Linked DNA regions of Mus musculus: all the other regions are linked to region 1. A link is a contact called in public Hi-C data. All regions are on one chromosome and are shown on one strand. Each heading gives the region's core, a stretch centred on a gene start, on an enhancer-like site or on the middle of the called end of the contact. The rest is flanking DNA. Distances are from core to core; before and after follow the strand shown.

Region 1 (4,986 bases), core at 1,463-3,962:
TAAGCCTACAGCGCCATCTACTGTGTCTGCTCTATCACAGCTCTTTTGACCAGCGAGCACTGCAGAAATGAAAACTGAGACTGTCACTTGAAAATCTTCTTCCAGAACAACAATATCAACCAACCAGTTTCCCCAGAGCTCCCAGGGACTAAGCCATCAACCAAGGAGTACACATGGCTCCAGCTGCACACGTTGCAGAGGATGGCCTTGTCATGCATCAATAGGAGGAGAGGTCCTTGGTCCTATGAAGGCTCGATAGATGCCCCAGTGTAGAGAAACTGAAGGTGGGGAGGTGGGAGTGGGTGGGTGGGCGGGTGGAGGAACACCCTCATAGAAGTGGGGTGGGGGGTGGGGTAGGATGGGATAAGGGGTTTCCGGGGGCGGGGGAGGGGAGGGGAACCGGGAAAGGGGATAACATTTGAAATGTAAGTAAAGAAAATATCCAAGAAAGAAAAGAAAATCTCCTTCCAAAGAAATGAAAGAAGCCCTTCTTCCCCCAGCATATACATTTATATAATATTCTTAGGCTTTTCTTTCCCCCTCCTTACTAAATAGAACTGACCATTAAAAAAAAAAATTCACAGTAGAGACCAGATAGCTCCTTTGTATGCTAAAGGAACAGCAATAATGATCTTTGTTGTTGCTGCTGCTGCTGCTGCTATTGTTATTGATTTGCCTTTGCAGTGCTGAGGAATCAAATCCAAAAAATCTCTATATTAGAGAAAAAGAAAATAAGCTACTGAGGAATTATTAAATATTTTGTTCAAGTCACAGAGCTAGTGAATGACCAGACACTCAGAGTAAATTTTTACACACAATATTTGTGTTACTGTCAGTGGATTCCCACTAATCACACTCTGGTCTCCAGAACTTCAGAGAACAAGCTCTACACGATGCTATTTATTCATTTCCCACATTCTAGCACCATTCCACCTTTCCAGTGTCCTTGTCAGGAGTCGGAGTATAGTCTACATCTACTTTTAGAAACTATTCTCTTGTGCTGAGAATGTACTAAAATACCTAGGCCCTACCCTGAAGGTTCTAATTCAGTGTGTCAGAATCAAGAAGTCGTTTTGTCTCTTTGTTTCTTTCGGGTTTTGCAATACTGAGATCAAACATTGACCTAGTGCACGCTAGGCAAGAGCTCTATCACTGAGCTACATCACCAGCCCTACAATATGAAATCTTTGTTTTTAACAAGTGGCCTCCAATGAACCTGGCGGAACCAGTCTGAGGCCTTGCATTTAGATCCATGGAGATTGGGGTGTGTGGGGTGGGCGGTGGCTTGGGCTATTCAGTCAGAATATTACTCACAAAAGAATTCCTCTACTTTTGGGTAAAGCTTCTCCTGATTTTTCAATTTGAAGTGTTTAAACTTAGAGAACTGTGAAAATACAAAGGTGTCACAAAATTAAAACATTTGAAGGACTCTTATTATGACTTTTGAAAGAAAGTATACAATTGGTAAATGCAAAACTTTAAATTGTTTTGTAATAATCTCAGAAGAGTACGGAAGGAATGAAGTCTTCCTGTTCTGTATACAAGTCCTTTTCTGGCCCTCTAAACACCTGACTCTCTACAGTGGTTTTCCAAAATCACTCCAGGGATTCCAACTCTCGGAGGTGAGGGAGCCCAAGAAGCCAGCCCCATCTTCTCCTTGCTTAGTTAAAACAAAGGTTCCATGACTCTCCTCCCCTCTCCAGCCCCCTTGACTCCTGTTTGTGTGTTTCGTGTGAGTTGTTTACGACCACACAAATCCTTTCCTAATGCAAGGATACCTACAGCCTGCCAGCCCTCAGTGCCTGTGACAGTGTCTCTCTTACGTTTTCAACTCCCAGAATCTTTGTAGTTTCTAGGCACCAGTGTACTAAGGGACTCTCTAAGTAGTGTACAACATCCGGCTTTTTCTAATAATGCTTGAAGATGGAAAAGGAGATTGTGGAAGAGGTGTGGTGTGTGGACCTGGGGCTGGGGCTCATTGGTAATGTGCTCTTGACATGTATAATGCAATGGTTTCAATCCCATGAATAAGTAGCCTATAACGGGATGGATATGTTAACATGCCTCTGTAATGTACATAGATAGATGAGTCACATTTGTGAGCTGTATCAGTGAAGAACTTATTCTACTACTATTACACAAACATCCTTTCGATATCTCATGGTAGTTTCCTTGAGAATCAGCCCTGGAGGCAAACGATTCCCTGTACTACTTCACATCTCATTTACATTTTAAGTCTATTACTCAGATTCTAAATGACAGACTATTCGAAAATCAAAAATAATCCACAAACCACAGAAAATACTTAAAAGGCTATATGAAGGGCTAGACCTGCCCATCAAAAAAAAGCAAACATACATAAAGTGAGTATATAATATCCCATGGTTGTTTTGAAGGGAAATAACACCCACTCATATATATTACGGCTGACCTTCAAAAGGATACTCAGGTGCCATATTTTTGCATCACTGTTGCTTCTAAACAGAATGTTCTTTGTCCCAGTCTTCACATTCTGGAGAGAGCAGTTTCCTCAAGAGGACAAGGCTCTGTAACTTTACTGGTGTACTCTGACTACTTCACATAAACCGTCACTTCAAGTTCAGCATGTCTGCCCCAAATTGCCCAATCCTTCCACTATTTCTAATACTACAAAGCAGCTTCCCAGAAACCCCATGTTAAGATCAAGCAAAACAATTTGGTGTCATCAGCAGATTTCACCATTTCCTCTTGGACTCATTAACACGCCAAACAAGCATGATCCTGGTGTCACCTCTCGGAGTTACTACCATGAACTTTTCTCTTCAAACTAAGCCAGCCACTACTTAGTGATTCCCATCATAGAACCAGAATGTGTTTATTTACTAACGGTTCATTTTTGATGGCTATTTTCTCACTGAAAGTTGCAAAATACATTATAAGAGTAAAGGAGGGCTGTCCCCAAGGAGAGGCACAAAAGGCAGCCAAAAGAAACAGCTCCCAGATGAGCAGTTCACCCAATCACTCAAACCTCCTCGGACTCTGCTGGGTCCCAAACTACAACACAACTGTGACCCTTCCTCTCCAATTATTCATTTCTTTAAAGTTGTATGAGAGACCACTATTAAACACACTTGAAAATTCTGTATGAATTATAACCAGTAGGTCCAATTACTTTATTAGATTTTTCTTCTCTTTAATACATTGAAAGAAGGGAAAAGCAAACAGCCCTTATATAGAAAGTAAAGATCCAAACAGCTTTCCACCCAAATGATGGACAACACATTGCCCTCTTTCATTCAAGGGCCAGTCCATTTGAAGCTTTACTCTGCCTTCCCAGCTTGCATCTGCATTACAGAATTCATGCAGATACTAAAGGAAACCAGGCTGAGGGACAAAGAAGCAACCCTATCCACTGTCCGTATGCAATCTCACTCAGAGCAGCAACATTCTATACGCTCTTCTCACCTGCCCTATTCTAGCAGACCCCTACCCAAAACCTGGCACTGGAGCAACCACATCACATTTACCCTGTTTTAAATGACAACCTCCTGTGTGAGATCATAAAAAGGATAAAGTCAGCAGACACGACGGACACCACCATCACCTCCATCGCCCTCAACCCTCACACACAGCCTGAGATGGTCTCGGGGTCACTGTAGTTCTGGATGCATGAACTGAGGGAGGAGCAGAAGATCAATGAGAGACCCTAAAAAGTCTCATAAGGTGCAGTGGATTAGCAGGCAGGGCAGCCGTGAGCAGAACTCAGTTTGCCTATCTTGCCCCATACAAAATCAAGTCAAAACACTCCCCTTAAAGAACCAAATTTGCCAAAGACGTTTAGACTTCATGTCTAGCAGCACACGGACTGCATGGGAGGGTGTCGGGTAATTTATAGTCCACCAATCTACTCAGGCCACCAGTGAACCACACAGCTGAAAAAGTTCACCACGTCCAAAGTCAAACTCTGCGGGGATCAGAAGGGTACTCCTGAGGGGCTGCACTCGGACCTCATTATAACTCCGTGTTATTTTAATACTATTCCTTGGATTTTGCCCCACACACAATTCCCAAGTCACAGAAAGACCATGAACAGTGTCCAGATGTATAAAATGCAAAAATACTTTCCTCCTACATGTGGACTCCAAGATAAACACCACAAGAAGCACGTGTGACTCAACTTGGAGCTCGTTCCAAATTAAATACTGCATCATGTGCACAGTGTATGGCTTAAAAAACAAAACCCCACGAATATCCTCCACGGTTCACAAGCCAGGCTTGGGCAAGCACATGACCACACTGGAAGATGGAAACATGAATTGGAGAGCCGGGGTAAAGGGTGAGAACAGCCTCAGTCGGGACCTTTCCCAGAAAACTGTTGCTATTTTCAGGGAACATTGGTATAACATGGGACACAGATGAAAGGGGAAATCATAGTTTTCTGTTTGGTTGGGGGTTTATCCCACATACACACACTGATGACCCTGAATTCTAAAACGGCAAAGAGTTTAAAAGCCCTAAGTAAGCAAGCACAAACATCATTAAATACAGATATGCATGCACTGACTGAGGTAATGAATACTTAAATGTCGGGGGCCAGACCAGCTAGAACGCTTTTGACCTGGACAATGGGTCTGAGTGGAGTAATGGAAACCTGGGGCAGACACGGGACACAGACCGTGGGAAAGGTCTCTACCTCACTGGTGTTGTGTTTCCCAGATGACAACTCTCTCTTTCTTAATCTATCTCTTTCCACTCCTCACACTTACGGTTTTATTAACATGTTTCCTTCATTTGACTGTAACTTGGCTTCAAGAAAGTTACAGTAAAAAAGTGAATGGCTGAATAAAGTGGGAATGTAAGAGATGATAGTTTGGCTAAGCCAGCATCTCCAGTGCTTTCTCCTGCAACTTAACATAAGCAAAAGTTCTAAAACGATTCAAGTTGGAATATATTTAACCAGCAAAACACCATGACTTTAAAAAATAAAAATAAAACATTTGATAAATG
Region 2 (4,986 bases), core at 1,356-3,855, 200 kb before region 1:
AGGGGGAACTGTGGGAAGCCGCCCCCACATTCGCCGTCACAAGATGGCGCTGACATCCTGTGTTCTAAGTTGGTAAACAAATAATCTGCGCATGAGCCAAGGGTATTTACGACTACTTGTACTCTGTTTTTCCCGTGAACGTCAGCTCGGCCATGGGCTGCAGCCAATCAGGGAGTGATGCGTCCTAGGCAATTGTTGTTCTCTTTAAAGAGGAAAGGGGTTTCGTTTTCTCTCTCTCTTGCTTCTTACACTCTGGCCCCATAAGATGTAAGCAATAAAGCTTTGCCGTAGAAGATTCTGGTTGTTGTGTTCTTCCTGGCCGGTCGTGAGAACGCGTCGAATAACACTCAAGGAGCTGAAGGGGTCTGCAACCCTATAGGTGGAACAACAATATGAACTAACCAGTACCCCAGAGCTTGTGTCTCTAGCTGCATATGTAGCAGAAGATGGCCTAGTCGGCCATCATTGGGAAGAGCGGCCCCTTGGTATTGCAAACTTTATATGCCCCAGTACAGGGGAACGTTAGGGCCAAGAAGTGGTAGTGGGTGGGTAGGGGAGCAGGGCAGGGGGAGGGTATAGGGAACTTTCAGGATAGCATTTGAAATGTAAATAAAGAAAATATATCATTAAAAAATAAAAAAGAAAGAAAAGGACCAAACACTACACTCCAAGCCATAGTGGTTCATGAAATGAACTTGGATGACCATGCCAAGCATGAGAAAGAAAGAAAGAAAGAAAGAAAGAAAGAAAGAAAGAAAGAAAGAAAGAAAGAAAGAAAGAATCCAAAACAATACCACAATGAATTATACAGAGCAAAGGCATCTATGATTTTGAGAATGCTTTGTCTTAGTCTTATAAGTATACGGTAACTCATGATCAGCAGCAGTGCACATCCAAACGCAGTTTTTATCGTGGCTCACAGTGACCAGGTTTGAAACTTACTCTAAGAGGGAAGCAAATAAGCAGGAATTGGGAGGCCAGTTAGAAGGTGTTGAAAATAGAGTCAGCACATCCTGGAGGGAGGCATGTGAAGAAACCTGATGATTTCATCAGAGCTGAATGAGAAGGGATCCCTCTGATGACTCATGCATGGCTAGATTTCCATCAATCATTAATTTGAAAAATGAATGAGTGGGCAAAGGAACAAACCAGTAATGATGAGGACACGGTAACTCTAGCTAAAATTAGAGGTTTCTTCAAAATTAACTACAGAAAACACACACACATACACACACACACACACACACACACACACACACACACACGCACACACACACAATCTTAACAAGTTAAAATTGTAGGCTCTCGCTTTACCCTTTAGTTGTTCCAGCTTTGTCCAGGACCCCAACCTTATACCCACAGGGCACATGGGATATAAGCCTGCCAAAAATAATTATGTGCTGAATAAACTAATAAGTGGGGCAAATTAAAATGAAAACATACTGAGACTGAGAGGGAAATGAAGTGTTCTATATTTTTTAAATTAAGGAAAGTAATCAAGTTAGAATAGTCCTTTTTCCTTTGAAGTTATAACCAAAAGTCACATTTTACAAAGCTGAAAAAGGGCATCGTCTCTATTACAGTCTCACGACCAAGCATTGTGCCTCCTTTGCTATGAAGCACTGGTGCACCACAATCCTCTTTGTCACACTGTTGGCTCCCATTCGCTCGCTTCTTACAGTTTTGCAAGAGACTCAAAGTCATAAGTTTGCGATTGTAAACACTTTCCTTGGTAAAGGGCACATACAGTCTTGCTTAAGAGAAAAGATATGATATGTGGAGGATATCCAAGAAACTTAAAGCTACGACGTAACTGCAGAGACCATGGTAATCTATTCCTTACTTTCTGGTCTGTAGTTTGTCTGGGGCTCTTTGATTACACCTGACTTACATCATTCTGTTGCTGATCCTAATCTATATCAGTCACCTATTCAATGTTCACTCCCTCAAGGGCAGTAACCATGTCTTCTCCTATTACTGTAATGTCCATAATGCTGAACAGTCCTCAACACGGTGGATACTGTATACTTCTTAACCAATCTAACAGGAAGATGCAAACAGAGATGCCCTAATTTCAAGGACTAACAATAACATTAGACTGCTCTCTTCATCAAGCCATGACAATCCTGAACATATTTTCTCCCTTGTTATCTTTGTCTTCCATTACAGAAGTGTAAGTGCCTCTTTCCAAACTGAAAAACATTTTCCATTGTAAGTTATACTCACAGCTGGGATCCTGAAATGTTCCCCCAGCAAAGATTTCTATCTGTGCTGCAAAGGGAGAAAGTGCAATGCATGAGCTTAATTCTTTAAACAAATCCAGAAACTCTGGTCCTTGGGCCTAGACAGCCCTCTTAGCTGGCTTGTTTGTTTAATGCCCCATTGCTACTTACCCTTGAGCTCCTGCTGGTAAGCAGTCAAGTGAGTGTGATCAGACTGGGACAGACTAGTGCTGGCGCGGTGGGTATGATCTCTATTATTCTAACAGCTAACATGCCATCCTACACAAAAAGAGCATTGAAAAAGGTAGATACCATGGAGAGGAAGCAGAGGTTAAGAAGCAGCCTAAACAAATACGTTACTCAGAACAGCTCATTTCCCAGCACTCTTGCTTCATCTTGGCTTGGTTAAACAGACTGCAGGCAAAGGGTAAGCATATCACCTTTTACTGTGGTTGATTGTCCATTTTAACTTTTAGATATTGTAGAAAAGTCAGGTTGCTGTGTCATACAGCCGTCACTGAACACTTGTGGTAATACTTCTGAAAGAAATAGTAACTACTTTTAAGAGAATTCCAAGTTCACTGTCAGTCTCTTAGCTTTTCCTCAGAGCACTTCTGAGAAACCAAATACGAATGTTTCTCATCTATTGATGAAGAAACAAGAGAAATATGCAGTTTTGCGCCAAGCAAACCATTTGGATGCTGCTTAGAAAATATGGCCTTGGTCCTCTGTATGGATGCCCCTTGTTGCTGAGGAAACTGGAACAACAACAACAACAAAAACAGATTAAAATATAAGGTAGTATGGAGTACTTCCTGAATAGGTCAAATAAAGCAGTGCACAGAACAGCACTGACACCCAAGTGCAAGGCCAAGGGAAATGTAAGAATGGAAGAAGCGCAGGAATGCTGTCCTGAAGGAGATGAGGGAAGAACGGAAGGCTGAGGGAACAGCATTATATAACCAGGCAAGACAGGCAGAAGCACGTCATGTTCAGGTGACCCAATGGAGCCTGTGTGGATGGAACTGAGATTACTGAGTGAAAGCCCACATGAATGAAAACCACAACAGAGTTAACCCCAAGCCAGGCAGTGGGAACACAAGCCTGTAATCCCAGCATGAGAAAGGCAGAAGCAGGAAGGTCACAGTGAGTTCAAGGCCAGCCTGGTCTACAAAGCTAGTTCCAGGAAAGCTAGGGCTACACAAAGAAACCCTGTTTCAAAAACCCAAAACCAAAATAGTAATAATAATAATAACAACAATAAAAAGGTAACCTTAAAGTTTAGAAAAATTCTGAGTGACTAAAAAAAAGGAACTGAACATGATTTTTGTTATGAAGCTGAAAATATATAAATGTGAAAATATAAGCTGCCCCTAAGTTATCTGAGTAAAAGCTCTCCTCTGATATTCATTCACAAAATGTTCCGATCTAAACTTCTGATTATAGCCTCTTTGATCAAAGACAAATCTTTTATTTTTAATTCTTACAAAACTATATATCTATAAAACAGAGATCAGGGAGAGAGACATAGCCTTACAGATTGGTCACTCAATTACAGCACAGAAAATGTTACTTTCAGAGACAATGACAGAGGAAGAAGTGTCCAAAAAGATACCATGAAAGGCTCCACGTGAGCACTGATTCTTGCTGGGTCCTCCTGGTTAAGGTTAATAAATAAAAGGACACAGCAGCTGACACTTATGATTAACCATGGCATAGTATTTCAAGCTATGAACAACGGGAGAGTTTCGGGAACCAGCAGAACTCATACATTCATTCAACATATGACCTTGGCTTGTCTGGCCTGTAGGTGACCCGAATTGAAGAGAAATGTCTGGCTTAAAATTTAACTGGGTGTCTGAAATCCTATGTCACATGGCTGGAAGTCAGTAATGTTGCAATTTCTGGAACCTCCACTTCTGTCAATGCGACTGGAAGGTGTACAGGTGAATTTAAAGAGAACACTGAGAAAACTAGCTAAGTGATTAGTTTCAGACAGCTCTTGAATAATTCCCAAACACTTGGGGCCAGTCTCAGTGAACCACGATTACACAACCAAGGTAATTTTATTCCCTGCCATGAGCAAGTGCCCTCTAGATTATAGTGGTAAACAGCTCTTGGTGATTAATGAAATCAACTCTTTCTCTGCCCTCTAGTGAGGGCAAAACTCTAAAGGAGAACACACACACAAAAGTATCAACCACTGATTTACAGGCAAAGACCAAAGCGATCTAAGTGTTCTCTGAGTTTGAGAAATTACTTCTGAATATGACTTAGGCTTTCAAAAGACACCACAGATAACAAGATGAAAGGGACTTCCATCATTCCTTCCTTAGAGAGTGTTCTCTAGTTAGTATCTTTCCTATGTCCTTATGGGATGAACACTGAAGGCAGAGCCTGGCTTTTCTCTTTCTGGGTGATAAAGAAATATCACTTAGTACTTACTTTCTTATCACAGGGGTGAAATACCTTTTATTGGATTGCCCATTAAACAGTTTGAATTTGTAGTGGCTTCAAATGTCTCTACATAGAAGCTCGAGTTTCCATAAAGCAGATCTATGGCCTCTCTAAAACCAGGATCCAACACAGATACTTAATTTTAGGCCTAGTTCATATATACTTTGACACTACAGCAGGTGAATTTCCAAGCATGGGTCCTCAGTTTCAGGTCTGAACAACTGGTATTTTACTCACAAACCTGCCAACAATCCCCTGGAGTTTTCTACAAAAGAACTACAACATGTACTTAACACAAATGAGTGTT
Region 3 (4,986 bases), core at 1,309-3,808, 150 kb before region 1:
GCAAGACCTCTCTCCCAAAAAGCCTTGAAGGACACTATCAACATCAAGCCATCGGTAGTCATGACAACCATCTGAGTAAAGAGGTGCCAAATATTAGTTCAGGTGGGAGAACTGGTGGGTGGGTGAGGAGACTGTAAAGCCTGTTAGGAATAAGGCCGTGGGAGAGCTCACAGAGCATGGCCACCACACAGAGCACGGCCACCACACAGAACAGCCACTGTACATCAGACTTGCCCCAGCTCTGCCTAAGCTACATTAACCTGATGGTTTGTCCCAATCAGAAGAATATGAAAATGAGCATTTTGTTCATAGGCAAAGCTTTAAGGTATCAACAGAAAACAGGAATAGAAGCAGGGAATTACACAAAGGGCTGTTCTCTTAAGGGCTTTGATGAAACAATGAGGTTTTTCATTTCAGAATATACTTCTGCGAATGACATCTCATAGAAGGTTCAAGCTTTCTGTACTTCAGTTTCCTCACCTAAAAACTAAAATCAGAATATATTTCAGGCACTTGAAAATTTAATGAGTCATGCTTTATAGGTTTTTGATTTCTAATTTTTAATTTATATGTAAGAGCATTTTGCCTGTGTGTATGTATATGTGCCACGTGACTACCTGAAGCCCATATAGGCTAGAAGGAAGTGTCAGATGCCCTGGACCTGGAGTTACAGTTGGTTGTGAGCCACCATGTGGTTCTGGAAATCAAACACTGATACTCTAGAAGAGCAGCCAGTGCACTAAGCCATTGAGCCATCTCTCTAGGCCTGGACATAGAGATTTTTAAGAGAAGAACTCTACAGTGCATTTTTTTAAGTGCCTCTTTTGTAGTATATTACATGATTCTAGAGGATGCATCTCTTAGTTACTAGTATGTATAGTTTCAAAAAATAAGGATAAATGCCTGTGTTTTCAAGATGCTTCAAAAATAAAACTCCTCTAAATTATATAATTATTACTATAGTCATCATGCAGGAACAAGGGAAAAATTTAACACAACAGAGGCAATGTTTAGTAAATGTAGGTAAACTAATAATGAAGGCTACTCTGCCAATTTCTCTTTGATTTTTATGAAAAATATGAAAAGGTATTAGATATATTCCTTATGAAGGGAGAAGGTACAATTTTGGGGTTCATAAACTGCATTAAGCTATAAAACTCTATTTGCATGAGTCCACTTCAAGATTTTTTTTTCTGGTTTTGTTTCCTAGGGTTGTTTTGGGGATTGGTTGTGTTTGGTTTGGTTTGGTTTAAAGGCAAGATCTCCCGCTACAGCTCAGGCTGCCACTGGACCTTTGTTACTTCTCTGGACTACTTAAGGCTCTTGAGTATTACAGGCACCACACCTGGCTTAGGTTCTAAGTCTCAATTTCCAGGATCAATGGATTTTTTTTTTTGAGACAAGTTCTTGCTCAGGCTGACCTTGACTTTGAGATTCTCCTGCCTCACCGCTTGAAGTGCTAGGATTACAAGTGTGAGCCTTGAATAAAATTTAAAGGTGTTTTAACTATTATAGTTTAGTAACAAGAGACAGAGCCAATTAGAAATACATATTTGAACAGATGCTTTTGAACACAGATTAGGAAAGTTACCTCTAAAACTGAATTCTACAAATGATTCTCGTAAATTGGGATGGGAACAGGAAGAGAGAAGAAAAAGAATGAAAGAAAAGGAAGAGAAGAAAGAGGCTTGTAAGTCTAAAATATTTAAATCCCCCCCCAAAAGAGAAGTGGGGGGTAGTGGGTCTTTTCTTCTTGATGATAAAAGATTTAATGAGGTGCTAACCCTCATTAGGAAGATCCTAAGATCTGTGGGTAATGAGCCTGTTTTTAAGACACACTAATTTTGCTAAAAGCAGTTGCTGTTAAAAGCTGTTAAAGTATACAGAGAAGCAATGTAACAAACCAGCAAACTACACTTCTGATTTTTGTCATGCTACCAACCTATACTTATCCAGAAATGTTAACTGCCAGCCATCTTTTATCTAATGCAGATTTCATCCTTCACCACCCATCCTTTGCCACAGAAAGCAACAACGTCATTTGGAGTGGAAAACTCTGGGAAGAAAAAACCCAAGCCATGGAAAAAAATGTTCAACAGCAATCTGCCTCCAGCTCTGCAGATTATCAAGCTTGCCCTTGCCTCTTGGGTCTAGAAGCTAGACTTTTGTGCCCAGAATATGGCTGGATGAGGAAGGCAGTTTCAAATCACACCCTGAGGGCTAGGAACAGAACACTTAGTCTATAGTCTTCCAAAGAGGATTGAAGGCTGGACTATAGAGGCCCCTTTCTGATTGGCTCTTGGTGATGTCATGGCCATGTCTCCAGGGCCCAGGAAATTCACCATGACTAATGGAGCCCTCATTTGTGAATACACATTCCATCTCAGAGAAGCAGCAACAGTCTGAGTGTCAGGGCAACACAGATGGCCCAGTTAGGGAATGCCAGCCAGCCACGCACAGAGGGGCTCAGAAGTCCTGAAATAAGCTATTGGTTCATGTTCTCAGTAAACCCTCACCAACTACCTGGACACTGGTGGCCTGTACCTACTGAAGAACATGAACTCTAAACAGAAAAGCAATCACTGAGACAGGATCAATATCCTTCCAGACTTCTAGTGTATTACAGCAGGCATGGGCAATTTTTTTTCTGTAAAGAACCTGATACTATTAATTTTAGCCTCTATACCACACAATCTTTATTGAAACTAGTCATTCCTGTCAATAAGGCACAGAGACAGCAAGTGACAATATATAATAATGAAGCACAGTGCTGCTGAGATAAAACAGGACTTACAAAGTCCACCATCAGACTGGCTTTGGCCCATGAGCTATTATTTGCTGACCTGTGTTTTTATTAAATATTAACCCACCTCTTCCCTGCCACTTATGGGAACCAAGTACTCACAGATAAAGGTACAGTTACAGGAAAGCATATGAAAGAGTTTTCCACAACATGCCTCTCATGACATTCTACTAGGATATAAAGACGCTGGAGTGCTTCTCTGTAAACTTTGAGAATATCGATTCTAGAGATAAATGTTTGGGTATGAATGCTGCCCCTGTTATCATTCAGTATAAGGCCTTACATAGTTATGTTCCTCTAAGAGTGGGCTTTCTCATCTACAAAATAATAATCCAAGTTGTGCCTGCTAGTAGGGCTAGGCTGAAAGTTCACTGAGATAATGTTTGAGCGGAGCTCAGCATACTACCCAGGACACTTCAGCACTCAACAGTAACATGCTACGAATGTCAAGGTTAGTACAAGTGATCACAATTACCGCTCTTGACCGCCGATGCTCAAAGAGAAGCAGCATGGGACACTATAAATGCTAGAACACTCTGAACTTCTTTCCAAAGCCATTAATTCCTATTAATGCCATCATTACATTAATAGCTACACACAGTTTGACAATGAACATATAACTGAACTGTCCCTATATTAAACGACTGAGCTGTGAGCCGCCTGTTATCATCATGAGCAACATGATGATGAATGTCTCTGAACACATGCCTTTGAACGCTGATTCAGTTTTATATTTGGGGGCGAAGATGTAAATCTGCATATTTTAGAGAACTGTCTGTTGTCCTGCCAACTGGCTCTCCAGAAAGGCTGTGCTTGTTTCTGTTTCTACCATTCCTGTCAGGATCCAGTTCTTACCATTCTTGACAAGCCTACGACTACTTTATTTTAAAATTGGGGGAGGGGGGGGCGAGAATGAAAACCTGAACTCACTGAATGATTTGCACAAATTTAATAAAAAAGTTAAATGTTTTCTTTGGCCTACAAGTTTATGAGACATTTAATAATTATTTTGATTAAGGACAGATCTTTCCAGAGCCGTATGATTCATAAATATTATGATGATAATCCTACTTTATGATGAGAAAGCTGGAGGCCAGAAACCCACTATAGAAAGCCAAAGTACTCCAGACAAAGCAAAAGATATATGGGAACACAAACAAGAAATAAACTTTGCTCTGTGCAGGGCCACACAGAGTTCACCAGAACATGGCAGGCAAGACTGAGCTTTGCATAGAAGACAAAAATCAGTGTCTTCTTGCGAACACATCTGACTTTTCTTCCTTTTGGATTATATCAAATGCTTGAGCCCTTTTATTTTCTGATGTAAAAGTAAATAAGACCAAAAGTCTTCTTCCTGGAGAGAAAGCCCAAACCACCTGAGTTCTTCCAGGAAAAGTCCTGGATCTAGACAACTGTTAAGGTTTACCTCCTTCACTCCGCCTCACTGTCTGTACTTGCTTCTAAATACTCGTCATAATTTGAAACTGCATTGCTCATTTGCTTGTAACAGTTCCAAGGGCCACAAAACAGACAACTTTTCCTCTTTACTGTATTTTCAACACCTACAACAACACCTAGCTCACAACAAAGGGCCTGTACATATTGATTGGATGGATGCATACAGATGCTATCCATGACCTTTCCCAGCTTTGGAGTGGCCAGCCTGGGGCAGGACAATGTATAGCCTACAAACAAAGCAGCTCCCTAAGTGAGAAAAGCACACTCAGCAGCAGGGCTCCTCAGCAAAACGCCCATTACTCAGCTCTGCTGACTCATCCTAATCTATCAGCATTTCCCATCTTATCCGCTGCCACGAAGACACTCTACTGCTAGCCTTTATATATGTATTGTGGTTTTATTCATTTGGTTTTGTTTGGGTCAAAAGTTAGGACAAAATCTAAAGACAAATGAATGCTTTAATTGACTGCTTCCCCAGATTGTTGATCTAGTTGTACCCAGTCCAATACATGGCCACTTGCCATACATATATGGTTCTATAAACTGAATTTTAAAACTTTAGTTTCTTAGTTATAGCACCCATTTCTTTGAAGTGTGCAAAAATTGTCATGTGTGGTTAATGGCTTACTATATTGAACAGTATAAATATAGAACATTCCTGATATTGGCAAAAAAGTTGTTTTGGACCAAGTAAAGCAAACAAGTCGCATGAGAGTTGTTCTATC

What was found. A called contact is a pair of places that touch in the nucleus more often than the background predicts.
Region 2: a Hi-C map of liver shows a contact between it and region 1, with 2.4 times the contacts expected there. The contact joins two enhancer-like sites. A contact is called at or near these places in 2 of 15 datasets of contacts at CTCF or cohesin (CD8 T cells and large pre-B cells), 16 of 484 Hi-C or Micro-C datasets (3T3-L1-derived adipocytes, the C10 cell line, DN3 thymocytes and 10 more) and 4 of 115 datasets of contacts at active chromatin or transcription factors (CD8 T cells, a beta-TC-6 cell line, fibro-adipogenic progenitors and 1 more).
Region 3: a contact with region 1 is called in a Hi-C map of uterus, with 5 times the contacts expected there. The contact joins two enhancer-like sites. A contact is called at or near these places in 1 of 39 promoter capture datasets (the 3T3-L1 cell line), 4 of 15 datasets of contacts at CTCF or cohesin (the NIH/3T3 cell line, large pre-B cells and pro-B cells), 42 of 484 Hi-C or Micro-C datasets (the 3T3-L1 cell line, the AML12 cell line, the C2C12 cell line and 22 more) and 8 of 115 datasets of contacts at active chromatin or transcription factors (the NIH/3T3 cell line, differentiating embryonic stem cells, embryonic fibroblasts and 5 more).

What each region holds. Positions count from the first base shown.
Region 1 is chr12:79,354,032-79,359,017 of GRCm38.p6, reverse strand. The region is part of intron 7 of Rad51b (RAD51 paralog B); the gene reads right to left. Among named protein-coding and RNA genes, the nearest start is that of Rad51b, 59 kb to the right of the region's middle. Within about 2 kb of position 2,712, at least 34 of the 459 cell types and tissues checked have an H3K27ac peak or open chromatin away from gene starts, as enhancers often do. A contact at or near this core is called in hepatocytes, liver and uterus, where this site is marked.
Region 2 is chr12:79,557,215-79,562,200 of GRCm38.p6, reverse strand. The region is part of intron 7 of Rad51b (RAD51 paralog B); the gene reads right to left. Among named protein-coding and RNA genes, the nearest start is that of Gm36048, 240 kb to the left of the region's middle. Within about 2 kb of position 2,605, at least 49 of the 459 cell types and tissues checked have an H3K27ac peak or open chromatin away from gene starts, as enhancers often do. A contact at or near this core is called in liver, where this site is marked.
Region 3 is chr12:79,501,628-79,506,613 of GRCm38.p6, reverse strand. All of the region lies in intron 7 of Rad51b (RAD51 paralog B), which reads right to left. Among named protein-coding and RNA genes, the nearest start is that of Rad51b, 210 kb to the right of the region's middle. Within about 2 kb of position 2,558, at least 138 of the 459 cell types and tissues checked have an H3K27ac peak or open chromatin away from gene starts, as enhancers often do. A contact at or near this core is called in hepatocytes, liver and uterus, where this site is marked.